Regions from separate parts of the Hordeum vulgare genome. Here region 1 is linked to region 2. The links are chromatin contacts, called in public Hi-C maps. All regions are on one chromosome and are shown on one strand. Each heading gives the region's core, a stretch centred on a gene start, on an enhancer-like site or on the middle of the called end of the contact. The rest is flanking DNA. Distances are from core to core; before and after follow the strand shown. Region 1 holds the start of LOC123448087. Region 2 holds the start of LOC123448084 (histone H4).

Region 1 (3,299 bases), core at 114-2,613, 700 kb before region 2:
CGTGAACACCCAGCAGGCGAGGTATTCATATAGTAGGGATTGGGTTCACTCTACCCCCTATAAACACAAAAAACTTCTGTCCGGATTCTTTTTCTACTGAATATAGTGAATGCTCTCAAAGACAAGTAATGCATTATCAGTGATTATCCATCCCGGAACAAGGGCACTCTGCTCTAGCGCAATGATATAATCCATAATAGGGCGTAGCCGGTTTTATCAAACACTTTGACACTACCTTATAAATGACGTTGGATAAGCTGATAGGCGGAAACTCTATGAGCCGCTCGGGGTTGTCTATCTTGGGAATGAGAACAATTAAGATGTTGTGCACCCCTTGAGGAATATGCCATTACGAAAAAAAAATCTTGACCCTGTAATTACCTACTCTTTCATAACAATCCAAAAATGTGCATTGAACTATCTTCTTTGGCGCCACGAACCATTCATGTACCGCAAACCTCTGCGTTGCAACGCCGTTTCTTTTTTTCCTTTGAAATGTCAAAGAACATACATTAAGTAGCATAAAACCTTACAAAAACAGTAAAACACTCTTATAAAATCGAGCCAAGAAATATGGTGATCGTAGAATATATTACGATATTTGAAATTTATTATACATTGCACGGAAGCTCTGCAATTACCTGCTCTTTCATAACAATTCATTTTCTTTGAAAAATGTGCACTGAACTATCTTCTTTGGCGCCACGAACCATTCCTGTACCGCAAACCTCTCTGTTGCAACGCCGTTTCTTTTTTCCTTTGAAATGTCAAAGAACATACATTAAGTAGCATAAAACCTTAAAAAACAGTAAAAGGCAAGAAATCCGGTGATCGTAGAATATATTACGATATATGAAATTTATTATACATTCCACGGGAGCTCTAGCAGATCCGTTACATACCGTTATAGCACGATGATAACCAGTTGAGTTGTGGAATCCAGTGGTTGGCAAAGGACTCGACAAAAGATTAGCAATCACGCTCACTGCCGGTGGGCTTCAGCCCAGGGGTCCCACGCTTCAGCGACCTACAAACACAGGGCTTTACAAAGAGACCCCACCCCGCGAATCATCCCTTCCCAGGACAGGAGCATCCAGACGTTGGGCAACAAAGGCGTTCTCCGCCAGCCGATGGAGCTGGCATGTCCGGCCCCACAGGTCAGCGAACAGCACTGCCATCTTACAGAAAAGCCCCCCTAGAATCTCCTGTCTACAAACGAACTCCTCACAGCTGGACCCCACTCTCTAGCAAGGAGAAGCCAGCTGTCCAGGGGCAGGCCGGTAACTCCGCAGGGGCGGACCTGCCAAGTGTGAGCAGGCCGGGTATTCTATTGCGGGAAAAACCAGGGGGGAAAGAGATTTACACATTTCCATCCGAGACCCTGAAAAAAATGCGTCCCCATCAAAACCCTCTCTCCTTCCTTTCCTTGCTGTCTCTCTCTTCCTAAAATTTCTCCCTCTTTCTCTCTCGCCTCACTCTCTCTCGTCTCGTCTCCCCCCACCCCGCTGCCGAATCCCCAACCAAACCCCGCCGTCGCAATCGTCCGCACGCGCGCGCGCGGGTTTCTGTGGACGCCGGCGTCCCCGGCCCGGATTGATCCCGCCGCTCCTCTCCTCTCCTCCTCCCGATTCTCGCCATCCAATCAATCTCTTCCTTTGCTCCCTTCCTTTCCCGGCCGCCTCCTGGTTTCTTGCCGAAATTGCCTGCCACCTGTTTGGACTCTGGAGACGAGGGCGCGCGCATAACTTGCCTCGCCATTGCGGCTGCTCTGCTCAGCCCGGCTGCTTCCTTGGATCTGCTAGCTCGCCCGCGCCGGCCTCCGGGGCGCGCTCCCCCGCTCCAAATCTCGTCCTTGTTTTGGAGGTCCTCCTGTGCGGATGAGGAGGGAATCCTGACTTTTGCTGGGCTCCGGCGGTTCTCTTCCTGGATCCTTGCGGCGGAGGCGTGCCGGGATGGGTTTCTTGATCTGCGCCTGCCTCCTCCAGCTGCTCTTCTTGGGCTCCTCTCCGGTGGCGGCGCAGTCGCCGTCGCCGGCGAGGGCCCTGGACGCAATGCTGCAGGAGTACGCGTACCGGGCCTTCGTCCGGCCGCACACCGGCATTGTCTACAACGGCACCGTGCCTTCGGACCTCGCCGGCGTCGCGGTGTCCGGGCTCCGCCTGCGCAGCGGCAGCCTGCGGAGGAAAGGCTTCTCCAACTACTTCAACTTCAGGATCCCCCCTGGCGTCATCGTGCAGCCGTACGTCGAGAGGGTGGTGCTAGTGTACCACAGCCTGGGCGACCTCTCGGAGAAGTACTACCCGCTCCCCGGCTACACCTATCTCTCGCCCATTCTCGGGCTGCTCGTCTACGACGCTGCCAACTTGTCAGCAGTGGGTTTGTCCGAGCTGAGCATCGTCGCGTCAGGGAGCCCCATTTCTGTGAATTTCAGCAATGTCAGGGCGGTGCCGCCAGGCAGTCCAGCGCCGCAGTGTGTGTGGTTCGATTTGGATGGCGTGCCACAGTTCCGGGCCTTGGAGGCAAACAACGTGTGTGCAACGTATCGCCGAGGGCACTTCTCCATAGTGGTGAACTCCAGTGAGGTTGCTCCTGCTCCAGGTCCTTCAGGCGCAATTGCCCCGCCAATACCGACTGATGGTGGTCGTGATAAGGGTAGTTCGGACGCATGGAAGATTGCCGTCGGCGTTGTTGGGGGTGTCATTGCATTGGGGCTGTTGGCTTTGCTTCTGGTATGTTTCCTCAGATATAAAAAGGAAAAGAAGATGGAGGTTATGGAACGAAATGCAGAGGTCGGGGAGACTTTGCGCATGGCGCAGGTTGGGCGGACGCAAGCGCCTGTAGCGTTCGGAACGCGAACAAAACCTGTGATTGAGAGTGAGTATGTTGCCTAGTTGATTTTTGGTGTTTTGCAGAATTCAGGCAACAGCAGCAATGCTCTAAGATGATGCCCTGAGATGTGGAATTGTCCACCGGTCAGTTGAGGCAGAAAGCATTCCATATCAGTGAGGGTGCTGTGAATTGCTAGGTTTAGGGTTCAGCTGCTGCTCCTTGCGGGTAGCAAATTCTTTTGGCGGTTCTTATTAGGACTTGAATTGTTCTGCAATGGTTACTGTTGATGTTCATAGTCGCCTGTTCCTTGTTGGGTTCGTCTGCAAGCAAGCAATGGAGAAGAGATATTTATCATGCCAGATTTGGAATCCTTTGATTATTTTTTCATTGGTGTATTCAAAAGGAAAATGGGCCTGGCAATAAAGCAGGTAATATTCATTGAACATGAGATTGTGCTATTCCAGTGAACT
Region 2 (3,412 bases), core at 247-2,746:
TGTCCACGGCAAGCGCTTCACAATCCTTGCACAATCACCACCATTGGTGGCATCCTCATCATTGATTGGCAGCGATGAACTCCCATTGCTCACATCTTGTGCAAGACTTGGTGTGTTCTTTAATAAACTAAGAAAACCATCAGGTGGGTAAGAATCCACTCCCCTGTCCAAACAATAATAGACCATAAAACAACTAACTTCATGGACAGAATTAGCTTCTAATCTGCTATCAACTAACTTCATGGACAGAATTAAACTACTTATTATTACATAGACTAGGACAACTATTTGACACAAAAATCTCTGCATATCATAGAAATATTTGACACAAAAATCTTCAGATAAGCAGGGACACATACCATGCTTGTGAGTTGGAATCGGAAGGCTCTGCCCACAAAGGGCCTTGCGGCCGAGCCAGCCTTGCAGGCTCTGCCCACAAAGGGCCTTCTGGTCGTGGGGGGATCCAGAACCCTTGCAGCGGCGGGGAGACGGGCTAGGGCGGTGGGGGGATGAGATGGGGCGCCTGCAGCGGGAGGAGGTGAGGCGCCGCCGATGGGATGAGATGAGGCGCCGGCGCACGCGTCCTCTTGGACTGCTTGCCCATCTGGCGCGGCAGCCGGCAGCAGGAAGAACCACGGGAGGAGGAGGGGGTGGTGCCGCGGCAACCGGCAGCAGGAAGAACCACGGGAGGAGGAGGGGGTGGTGCCGCGGCAGCAGGAAGATGGTGCCGCGGCAGCCGGAGGGGATGGTGCCGCGGCAGCAGGAGGAGGCGATTTGGGGGGGGAGTTCTGGAAAGATTGGAGGAGATGGTGCAGCGGCAGCACGAAAGATTGGAGGAGATGGTGCAGCGGCAGCAGAAACGCGGGAGGAGGAGGGGATTTGGCGCGCTGGGGGAGGAAGAATAGCGGGAGGAGGCAGAAGCGCGGGAGGAGGAGGAGATTTGGCGCGCTGGGGAGGAAGAATCGCGGGAGGCGAGAGGAGCACCGGATCTGGATCCCCTTCGCTATCGCCAGCGGCCGGCCGTAAACGTGCGCAATTTTCTCGTGGCTTGCGCTGTAGCCCGGCGCTTAACGAAGCGCCCGTTTCCTTCTCTCTCTCTTCTTTTTTTGCTCCAGCTCAGATTTTTGATGACGTGGAATCGCTTACAGCCTGCTGATTAGGCTATTGTACCTGCTCCAAGGCAGTTAACATCTAATCCTAACAGTAGCGACCAAACGAGCAACGCGCCCCGCGCAAAAAAATTCATCCAAAAATCGTTTGGTCCCACTTGCCAGAAACCCACCGATGCGCACGCTCTTCTCGCATTCCCGCATCCCACCTCCTCCTCACGAAAGAAACACACCTTGCCCACCACGTCACCGATCCGCGCCACCCCTCTGCCCCCGCTTCCGCCCATTGATCCCTCATCCGACGGATGGCAGCCCGCATCACGCGGATCGTGGCCGCTCCCTGACCGCAAAGCCAGCGGCTATAAATCCAACTCGCCCCAGAGTGTTCCACCATCGACTCCACCTCTCTCACAAAGACAACTCAACCTCACCGGAGAGAAGCGAGAAGATGTCGGGCCGCGGCAAGGGAGGCAAGGGTCTCGGGAAGGGCGGCGCCAAGCGCCACCGGAAGGTCCTCCGCGACAACATCCAGGGCATCACCAAGCCGGCAATCCGTCGCCTGGCCCGGCGGGGAGGCGTGAAGCGCATTTCGGGGCTCATCTACGAGGAGACCCGCGGCGTCCTCAAGATCTTCCTCGAGAACGTCATCCGCGACGCCGTCACCTACACCGAGCACGCCCGCCGCAAGACCGTCACCGCCATGGACGTCGTCTACGCCCTCAAGCGCCAGGGACGCACCCTCTACGGGTTCGGAGGCTAGGCCACCAACCAGATTAGAGTGTCTAGGGTTCGTGGTCGTTGGTTTAATCGCAGCATCTCGCTGTTGTTTGCTATCTTCTGTAGGATCGAATGGAATGGAATGGAAATTGCTAGTTCATTGTTGAAATCTGTTGAGCCTGTTAAATTCCCCATATACTGTCTGTCTCTCAGCCTTTCTGTGCTCGAATCGGTTTTGTTTGTTCTGGTTCATACAATTCGAACTACTATCTCAACTTTTTAGTCTCTGCAGTGTCAAATGTCCACTCCCAACCCTATCCAAGTTCCAAATCCGTCCAGTGAGGGCTTGCAGGCACCGATCCACCCCGTTGCAGCAGCGGCGGCAGAGGTACTAGCTCCACCAAACCCATCTCCGTTCAGCAATTTTGTCGAGCACCTGAGGTTCATAATGTTTTCCTGGTCACCTTTATTTTTAAGCCATCGCTGTTCATTAGTGTTCCATGTCTGTTTCTGGAGCAGGTCGCGTTGCCGCTGATAACAGAGTAGGAGACAGGTGATCGCGCTGGAGACTTGGGATGTATTAGAAGTTCCTTTTAGCTGTAACTAGAAGTTAGAAATGATGAGACACGAGTAGCTGGCCTGACCTTTTGAATTGTGATGTGATGGATGTTCGCTTGAATGTAAATTTCAGTTGTTTACCTTCAATGCGTATTCTTCATTCTGTTCCCCAATTTTCTGTTCGGTACACCAATTTCTTGTTCTGCTGTTTGCTCTGGTCTTTGACACATGTTACTGTGTTAGGATGTGTGATGAACTAGCTACCGTGTTCACGTCAGGTTACGATTCGAACTGTCTTTGCATTTTGGTATTTTAGCAGTCGAATTCTCACAGGGACAAGTTGCAGAAGCAAAGTTCAGTTCAGAATGCCTTGTGGTTTTGGAAGGCGACGGGGATGGAGCAGCCCTGCTGCTTTACTGCCTTCTCAAAAGTTGCCATGATCAGTTTTTAGCATGTCTGTTCTGATGTATATAACTTTTCTCATTGCTCTACAAACTGTAGGGAGTGGTGTTCTGTATTCAAGTTTTTCTTTATGTACTACGGAGTACTAAGGTAAGTCAGCAGTAATATCCTTCACCCATTTTTTCTCTAATATCATCTTTACCCTTTTATGTTTTCTGCTCGAAGTTTGTGGGTTAGCGTATCTTCTGTAGACTCCATTTTGCTCTTTTGGACTTCTCATACCGTTGCAGGCTTCTCAGTTGGACAATGTTTCCTTTCCTTTCCACAGTGATTAATAGTACTTTTTAATGATTTACTGGACAAGGTACTAAGATCATTTAAAAATAGAACCACTTTATCAGTCACTCCATGGATGTGGTTGAAAACTGTTATTCCTTCACAAAATAAGTAGTGCAAAGTTTGGCCCATATTGATCATAGCGGCAGCAAATTGTATGATGATTTGCTGTGTAGTTCATTTGGCCTGCATGTGACATGTTCGTCATTTACATCACATATTGGGCTGGACAGCAGACTGTTTACCACTGATTCATTTAACAATAACTGACCCATCATTTCTTAGTACTA

What was found. Hi-C and Micro-C count contacts between places; a contact is called where the count stands out from the background.
Region 1: a contact with region 2 is called in a Hi-C map of seedling, with 4 times the contacts expected there. The contact joins the promoter of LOC123448087 here to the promoter of LOC123448084 in region 2. A contact is called at or near these places in 1 of 6 Hi-C or Micro-C datasets (seedling) and 1 of 1 datasets of contacts at active chromatin or transcription factors (embryo).

What each region holds. Positions count from the first base shown.
Region 1 is chr4H:118,512,711-118,516,009 of MorexV3_pseudomolecules_assembly, reverse strand. LOC123448087 reads left to right here and starts at 1,363. Exons shown (of 1, transcript XM_045124856.1): 1 at 1,363-3,272. The coding sequence starts at 1,953. The coding sequence ends at 2,891.
Region 2 is chr4H:117,812,526-117,815,937 of MorexV3_pseudomolecules_assembly, reverse strand. LOC123448084 (histone H4) reads left to right here and starts at 1,496. Exons shown (of 1, transcript XM_045124854.1): 1 at 1,496-1,995. The coding sequence starts at 1,558. The coding sequence ends at 1,869. It overlaps LOC123448083, which reads right to left and starts at 487. Exons shown (of 5, transcript XM_045124853.1): 1 at 360-487; 2 at 1-163.